Linked DNA regions of Mus musculus: region 1 is linked to region 2. A link is a contact called in public HiChIP or PLAC-seq data. All regions are on one chromosome and are shown on one strand. Each heading gives the region's core, a stretch centred on a gene start, on an enhancer-like site or on the middle of the called end of the contact. The rest is flanking DNA. Distances are from core to core; before and after follow the strand shown.

Region 1 (4,053 bases), core at 561-3,060, 530 kb after region 2:
ATCCATAAGTCAAGAAGAAAAGAGGAAATCATCTACCCTTCCTCCCCACCCCCACCCCGAAACCTGAAACGAGAATCCAGCTCTCTCCAGCAGCCGACGTGTGATCACTGCTGCTCCTCCAACCGCCATAGTAAAGCCAGGTTTCTCTGGCAACTGATATCCATAGGCAGACACGTCACCCTGGAGGCGGGCTTAGCCCATCAGCCAATCCTAGCCGTCTTGTCTGAGTTTTAGAATGTTCCATACCCAGATGATTGGACAGCCGCCCCCACGTCAGCAGTGACACTCAGCCGCAGTAAAGGCGGGTGCTAGCAACCTGCTTCTTCATGCTTAGGGCCGACTGCAAACCAATTAGCATCCTTCTTCAGTGAGGGCTCCCGCCAATGGCGATGGTTCTTTTAGGATCTTAGCCCGCCCTCCAAGTGCGCTCCAGCCGTTGGGTCAGAAGTCTATAGGGCAGCGCGTTCACGTGGCCCGTCTTCACGACCCAGAGTTCCCCTGACCGTGGGTTTTTTTTTTCCCCCCCTCGCGCTCGCCTTCTCTCCTGCAGGGAGGCATTATGGGTTTGTGGGTCCGCTCCCCTCCCCCGCCCCCGCCCCGCTGGGAAAGGAAGTGCCGACGTGGCTGGCGGAAACAGGCTAGGCGGAAATGAGCTAAGGTTCCCGCGAGTGGGAAGAGCGAGGGCAGACCCGGGGCCACGCCCCCGAGCCTGTTGCGCAACTCGCGGACCTGGGGAGAGAGGAAAAAAAAACACCAACGCCCCCCCAAAAAAACCAAAGGCAAAGGAATGGTGAAGGTTTTGAGGTGTGAGGCGTGTGAGGGTGGTGAGTGCCACTGGGCGGATGCCTGGATGCTTTGGAGAAACGGGGTGTCTGCGCGCACGCGGGCGCAGGCAGGCTCGCGTGGCTGTGGAGTGTGGGTGTGGGCGCACAGCCGCCCTCGTGGCGCTGGCGATGATGGGTGTGCGCAGGCGTGCTGCCCTGGTGGGGACGGGAGGGGCCGTGTGTGAGTGTGTGTGTGTGTGTGTGTGTGTGTGTGTGTGCGCGCGCGCGCGTGAGCGTAGGCGAGGTCCCTCATTTTGGTGGATTTTTCTGCCTTTTTTATGTTTGCAAACTGCATTAATAAAACTGAGAATAACTAGGACAGTGCTAGTATCTAAAGGAAAGGGCTTCTGTAAGAAAAGGCCTGCCGATTTAATCAAATTCCTTTCTTTTCTTTGCCTTTTTTCGTTTTTTTGTTTGTTTTTGAGGCCTGTTGTAACTAGGTAGCCCTGGCTGGCCTGGAACTCGGAGATCCACCTGTCCCTTCACGGCCTTCGAGCGCTGGGATTAAAAGCATGCGCCACTCCACCCAGTCCGATTTAATTTTAGACCCTAGAGATGATCATTATTCCCACATTATAGTCCACCAAAATAAACTTCTTCCATGGTTAAGATTCAGAACTATATTAGTAACGTAAAAGGGCGTTTCTTTCAAGTTTCCAGTTGTACACCCCCTCCTCTCTGTCCCCAAGGCCTCCCCTTTGCCCTTCACCAAATTTACTGCGAATCTCCCTTATGCCCCCTCACCAGGTTTATCGCTAAATTGGCACACAAAATTTTAATGAAAACATAGGCAACTAAATTCCCCAGTGATAGAGACAACTCCAGTTTCCTGTGGGTGGTGAGCCTCACCTACCTTTTTTCCTAATCTCCAAGCGGAGTGATCAAATACACATTCGGCCAATTTTCCAGAAAGTTCACTGGCTGAGCAGTAAACCTCTTGAATCTGCCGCTAGATGTCACCAAATCCCAGCCAAAGGAGTTACTGCTTGGTTCCCAGGGATTGTGAGATTGATTTTTTTGCTCCACCCACTTCTTATTTTATGGGCTCCCTAATCTCTGGCTGACTCATATATATATCTTAAATTCCTAAAGATGAATAAGATCAAGTTCTGTGAAGTAACAGTACTAGGCAAGGAATTATATATCCGAAAATTCTGGTTAATTTCCTTAAGCAAAAAAAAAAAAAAAAAAAAAAGTCACCTGTTCTGGCACATCTTTTGTTTTTTCTCAGGATTGATAAATGGGCCTAAATTCTGATGCTAAAACCCTTCGTGAGCTGTGGCGCAGCCGCAGTATCAGCGCTTGGGAGGAAGAAGGGCCGCAAATTAAAGGCCAGCTTAGATTACATATTGAGGCCCCGTCACTACATAAATAAACCAATGAAAGAATATTCTTTTTGCTCACTTTTTTCCCCTCTTGAAATTTTTATCAGGTACGTGTGTTGGCCCCTCAGGTTTATGTAGTGGTTCTGTGCTGTCCGGAGTGAGAAGGTAGGTACTTAATATACCAAAAGTTATATTTTATCACGGTGAGAGTCATCACACAGTTAAAACTCTTAGTTCCTAACTACAGTTTTAAGCCTGTTCCCCCCTGAGGGAGCTCACCTGTGTGACGGACCTTACCTGAAGATCAGGCCTAGTCTCCGATGCAGGCGCCTAGGGAGACTCTCCAGCCACAAGGGCGGCTCAAGGTGTCTCTCCAGGTGTGCAGCGAAAGACCGATGCTTTCTATCTCCCTCCTTATATACTCACAGTCCAGCGGGCGTCATGGGATTCTTGTCCCGTGTCTGGTTATCTTAGCGACTGATGTCATTGGGGGCTGGTTATCAGGTACAGCCTTGGGGGTAGTGGAGTTCCTGACTAAGCTGTTTTTCGAAGACAAAGGGCATTTTCTCCCCTACTATTCTCGTTACAATTCCGAAAAAAAAAAAAACGTGGTTGTGTCTTTTAAAGTCGATAGTAAGTAGGAAAGCATTTCACTTAGGTTTCACAGCGCATAATGATGTCGCCTTGAGGGTTTTTTTTTTTCTCGATGTACCTGTGTGACCTGTGCATTTCGCGGCTAAAGTTCACCTTCATTTAGGTCTTTTCCCTCTGTTGCGGTTCACCCTATTTTCTATGGAAGGATCTCACTGAACTCAGAGTTTACTACATGGGCTATACTGGCTTGTCAGTGAGCTCCCAGGATCTGCCCATTTCTACCAACAGTCCCCCTTAAAATACGGGGGTTATAGATAGGTGCCCCATGTTCGGCTTTTATATACGTGCTGGGGAACTGAACTTAGGCCCTCATGCTTGAGCAGCAGACCCCCTACATCTCCCGAGTCAGACCATCAATTTTTAATATTTTCTCTATTTCAGATGTTGTTTTAAATCCTTCCCATAGGTATTTCTTTTTTCTTAACAAAATTCTACTACACTATAATCAGCCAAAAAAAAATAGGTTTTAGTTACTAATTATATGTATTTGTACACACGGGTGAAGGATTTTTAATTTTTTTAAATTTTACTGTTTTTAATTAGGCATACATCTACATGTGTGTATGTGACATGTGTTCAGAAGTCAGAGGCACTGGGTCCTCCGGAGCTGGAATTCCTGGCTGTTCTGAGACACCTGACATGGATGCTGGGAACCTAACTTGGGTCCTCTGGTAGAGCCGTCTCTCCAGCCACAACAGTGAAAGGTTGTCTTAAAGCAGTTCTCCAACTCAGACAAATCAGAAGCATCAGTAAAACCCAGTAAGTTATCAGAATATGAGATTCGTAGGCTCTACTTTACGGCTCATAAATCAAAGGCTTTCCGGGTGGGGCTTGGCAATCCACGCCAGTACAGATTGTTCTAGTGAATCCATGCACTCGAAAATTTGAGAACCACTGCTTTGGGCGGGGCGGGTGGGGGAGGGGAGCTAAAATGCAATACTTTTTTTTGTACACCACTAGAGGGTGCCATAGAATGTAAAGCCAAATGTGTTCTGATATACCCTGCATAGTATCAGTCTTGTTTTGCAGACTAAGAAATGTGTAGGTGTCACCATCAGTGTTCCCCTTTCAGAGTCTGAAACAAACTGGACGTTATATATTGTTCCCTGCTTTGACTGATGTTGACAAACCATTAAGATGATGATAGGAAAGCAAACCAAGTATGGCGAAGTAACTTGATGCTTTTGATGCATTTCCCCCTCTCTATTCTAGGGTATCACACAAAAGCTCAGGACTGTTCTCCTTATCTC
Region 2 (4,556 bases), core at 354-2,853:
CTACTTACTCCACTCATGTGGCTGTTCATACTCTTATATAAAGAAAAGATGAGTACAGAGGATGCCTTTTAAATCTGCTTTATTAGGTTCACAATAGGTAATACGGATCTTCCCATGCAATTGATAAATTCTGCTAACAAAAGAATTATAGGCCGAGTAAAAAACACAAGTTTCAATTAGAAGCTGGTAACAGGGAGAGATCTACATAAAAAGGAGTAACCTCAAAATTTGTACATCACAAGGCAGGGGTCCCCATGTCATCTTCAGAGAAAAGCTCAGGACTCAGGGCATGAGGCAAAACTCATCATGGTGGTCATGATGAGGCGGGTCAGTGCTAACCGCCCGCAGGCTGTGGCTCAGCTGCCTTTCCCTCAGCTTCTCCATGAGCTGTCTCACATCACCCCCAAACCTCTGTACGTTCTCCTCTCTCATCCTTCCCTGGGGCTCCCCAACCCTCTGCATCAGGTCCCATCTATAGTGAGCGATGGGCTGCCGAACCCGGAACCGCCTGCGACCTCCTCTAGGTGCACAGTTTTTGCCAGCCTCGGAGGTCAGGGCCACAGCTGGCTCCCTTCTGATGGTATCTTGTGGCTTTTCTTCCTTCTCCTCCTTTTTCTGATGGTCATTCTCCATGTTGAGATTTTTCACGCCTTGATCTTTGGACTCCATTACTCCTAAGAAGCAAGAGAAGGAAAAGATTTCTTCGTGGATTGATCACTAACGAGGACAAGAGTCTCTGCTTTGCACCATTCAAAATTCATTTCCCCATCTGAAAGGTCCGTAGCTCTCAAGAGGGTTGAAATCTGGCCCACCTCTTCCCCAAAGCCCACCGTGTTTCCTGCAGATATATCTGATGCATCTGCGTCATCAAAATGGAAGAATAGGATGGGAGAGATGAACCCGGTAAAGGGGTGGCAAGCAGGCCTCTGACCTACCCAGCTCTGCGCACATTCTCTTTCCTCCTCTTAGTCCCCAGCCCTGCCCCTGCACCTACCTGGGCCTATCCTTGCCTTCTCCTCTTTCTAGAGATGCTCACCACCAGGTGCGCCGCGAAGCTTCTGCTTCTCAGACCTGCGATCAACCCAGAAGGATGGGTGAGTAGGTGGGAGGGAGGACCTGTGGCGCTGTCCTGAGCGCCACCGCCCAGGCTCTTCCCGCCGCCTCGGCCGCCCCCATCCCTCCACGCCGACCCTGGGTCTCCCCCCCCCATGCAGGGATGCCGGGGTCTATGGGAAGCTGTCGCGGGGCGCATGCTCCTACTCCCCGAGGGTCTCCGCCCGGGCCCGCCGCCCCCTCCCTGTCCGGCCGCGCCGCTGCGCACACCAGGACGGCCACCTGCAGCCTCGGCCTGCGCTGCCGACGGCCCGGGTGGCGGCCACGGGACCCCGACGACGGGCTCCGCGGGTCCGGTCCGCCGTCCCCCTCACCTGCTCCGCTCTTCCTCCTCCTGCTGCTTTCCGCGCCGCCCGGGCCCGCGTGCTCTGCGCCACCAGGAGCTGCGCCACCAGGAACAGGTGCCTCCGTTAGGGATGGCGGGCTGGAGAGAGTGAGCGAGGGCAGGTCCGAGACCCAGCGAGGGGTGTGAGCCTGCGTGGGCTAGTCACGTGCCACTTGCGTCAGAAGCCAAAGCTCCGCCCCCGGCCCCAGCCCCTCTTTCCGCCCCCAGTGTCTTGCTGTGCAAAGTTCAGGTCCCTTCTTCACCTCTGGGTCCCTTTAAGGTCTCCAGCTTGGGCCCTGTCTCTCTGAGCCCTGGGCATTTCATGGCCTGACAAAAAGAAGGGCAGTGGGTGCTCTGTGGGCTGCTGGCCATTCCCAGTTCTCTGGGGGATTGATTTTCCCCTCTCCCTCTGTTCCCAGGTTGTGCCTCCTTTCTTCTGTTGTCCCCTGGACTTTTCCTTTTTACTTCCCTAAAGTATGTGGGGAAAAGTTAGTCAAGAAGTGGGCTTGTGTAGATTTAAAAAAGCTGCCTCCCTCTGTCCCTCCCTCCCCCTCCTCTCTTCTCAGTCCCTCCCTCCCCCTCCCTTGGAGACAGGGTTTCTCTGTGAGTCCTGGCTGTCCTGGAACTCACTCTGTAGTTCAGGCTGAACTGGAATTCAGAGATCCGCCCGCCTCTGCCACCCGAGTGCTCGGATTAAAGGCGTGTGCCACTACCACCTGTCTGATTTTTAAAATTTCTTAATGGAGCCCCATAGTAGTGCTCTTCGGGGGATCACGAAAAGCACCTATCTTTTATATGCAGTGATAGTAAGGCGGGGAGAGGCTTTTGATTTGAGAATAGGGCAAGCATGGGAGGAGTTAGAGACAAGGGGCTTGGGAAAGGAAAAGTGATGTAATTATATTTGTGTTAAAATTTTTGAAAAGAAAAGGAATGGCGCCTCTTGTTTGTAAAAACCCAGCACTGGGAGAACTGAGGCAGGAGGATTTCCAGTTTAACACTGGCCTAGGCTGGGGAGATCTTGTCTCATTAAAAAAAATAGTCTTATTTGAAAAACAGGATTAAATTTGGGGGAAAAAAAGCCAACCATCTGTCTCTCCTGCTAAGTCATTATATAAATATAGACTCCACAGGCAGCAGCTGCTGTTTTTGGACCTTGGAAAAAGGACAGGGCAGCTGATGCTCCCCTTGTGAGGGGCCCCTAGACATGCAAGGCATTTTCATGAGGTGAGCCAGAATTTACTGTGCTGTAAAACCTCGTCAGATTTTCACAATGAAAAGAAATGAACAAATCTCTTTCAGAAAGTTCTGCTTCAAGTGGTTCATATGTATTTGCAAGTCAATGAGCATGTATTTAAATAATCTTAAGTTACATACAGTAAATCTATTTCAGGACCAGCTTTGGTGGCTGAGAGGGCAGCAGGAGTAGTGAACAGGGAAAGGCGATCCCCCAGAGAATTGGGAATTCAGTGCAGGAAGGTTTCGGGTACATAATTAACCAACAAAATACACTTTTCTTTGGTATTCTAGTCATGAGCAAGTGGAAATTGAAACTCAGAAGTATTATGTATACACTTCATGAGCTTTAAATGTGAAGGTTTTTTTTTTCTTTCTTTCTCAAGACAGGGTTTCTCTGTGTAACCGTGATTATCCTGGGACTCACTCAATAGACCAGACTGGCCTCAAACTCAGAGATCTGCCTGCCTCTGCCTCCTGAGTGCTAGGAATAAAGATGTGCATTACCACTTTCTGGCTAAAGGTGAAATGCTTAGAAGTCAGCTATATATGAAAACTAAAACAAGGATGAGAGCATTCAAGACATACAATAACATGTACACGTTTTCTTTTTGTAGTATTGGGATAAAACCTGGGGCTTCCTGCATGGTAGGCAAGCATCTTACCATTGACCTGCATCCTCGGTCCAAGATAGTCATAGTTAAACTGTGTAATTTAAAATTTAACATATTTATCAACAGATAAAGGACTATCAAGATAGAGACTGTTTTCCTCTGTGGAAGAAGTTATCTTGTCAGTCATACAAAAATGGTCATGTGTATATTGTATAGCTTATGTTTGCTTATTCTGGACATCATGGAACAAATCATCTAGAACACACTCCTCTTTACCTGGTAGCTTTCCCTAAGCATATCTTTTGAGATTCATCTGTCATTGCTTGTGTGAGTAGCTTGTTATTTCCTTTGATTAGTAACATTAGTTTCTATATCACAATCCTGCACTTACTATCCTACTCCCAGAAAATGTGGTCTGGCTTCATGTTATGATTCCATAGGATGCGTAGTGTTCACAAAGGCAACCTCTTGCTATCCAGTCCTGTGCTTAGCTGAGTTATACCCGAATCTCATGAGGGACTGCACAATCTCCAAGGGCCCTTGGGCCTCTGCCATAAATGGTGATATGAGCTAATATAGTCCGTTGGAGTAATTTTTTGTGCATAGTAATATTCTTGTCATGGTAAATTATTAAAGCATAAAAATTTCTTGGCTGCAGGCAGTACTCTTGTTACTGCCTAGCCTGTTGCAGCAGTGCACTCATTCCAAATGTTTGGCTTTATTAATTGGTGCGTGTGCTTAAGGCAGAGAACACCTTTTGGGAGTCAGTTCTCTCGACCCACCTTGATATCAAATCCATCAGGGTATTAAACTGAGGTCATCAGACTTAGCATCAATTTCCTTTTTAACCATTGAGCCACCTCACTCAGCCTCAGTCTAGTTTCGTTTAAAAAATTGTCAGCAGGCATGGTGGTGCACGCCTTTAATCCCAGCACTTGGGAGGCAGAGGCAGGCGGATTTCTGAGTTCGAGGCCAGCCTGGTCTACAGAGTGAGTTCCAGGACAGCCAGGGCTACACAGTAAAACTCTGTCTCGAAAAAAAAACAAGTTGTCAAGCTGTCAGAAAGATATAAATGTGTACCTTCTTTTTATAGGACCATATAATGGCCATTTTCTATTCTTATAAATGTTCAAAATATTTGATATAGTTACTTTAATTTTTTTACATCCTATTTATAGAAAAAATATCTAAATATCTGGAAAGATTTGTTGATACTAATATGTGTTACAGGGAGACTGGAAATACAGTTCGGTTGTTAGAGTGCTTGCCTG

Evidence for each region. HiChIP or PLAC-seq counts read pairs in DNA pulled down with a chosen protein or histone mark.
Region 1: a contact with region 2 is called in an H3K27ac HiChIP or PLAC-seq map of epiblast stem cells, with 3 times the contacts expected there. The contact joins the promoter of BC065397 here to the promoter of Bex1 in region 2. A contact is called at or near these places in 2 of 39 promoter capture datasets (cranial neural crest and embryonic stem cells) and 2 of 115 datasets of contacts at active chromatin or transcription factors (embryonic stem cells and epiblast stem cells).

The regions. Positions count from the first base shown.
Region 1 is chrX:136,741,147-136,745,199 of GRCm38.p6, forward strand. BC065397 (cDNA sequence BC065397) reads left to right here and starts at 1,811. Exons shown (of 10, transcript NR_033324.1): 1 at 1,811-3,562. It overlaps Morf4l2 (mortality factor 4 like 2), which reads right to left and starts at 206. Exons shown (of 4, transcript NM_001168226.1): 1 at 64-206.
Region 2 is chrX:136,213,910-136,218,465 of GRCm38.p6, forward strand. Bex1 (brain expressed X-linked 1) reads right to left here and starts at 1,604. Exons shown (of 3, transcript NM_009052.2): 1 at 1,428-1,604; 2 at 995-1,071; 3 at 63-674. The coding sequence starts at 669. The coding sequence ends at 283. LOC115489115 (atherin-like) reads left to right here and starts at 1,010. Exons shown (of 2, transcript XM_030251536.1): 1 at 1,010-1,094; 2 at 1,215-1,568. The coding sequence starts at 1,029. The coding sequence ends at 1,550.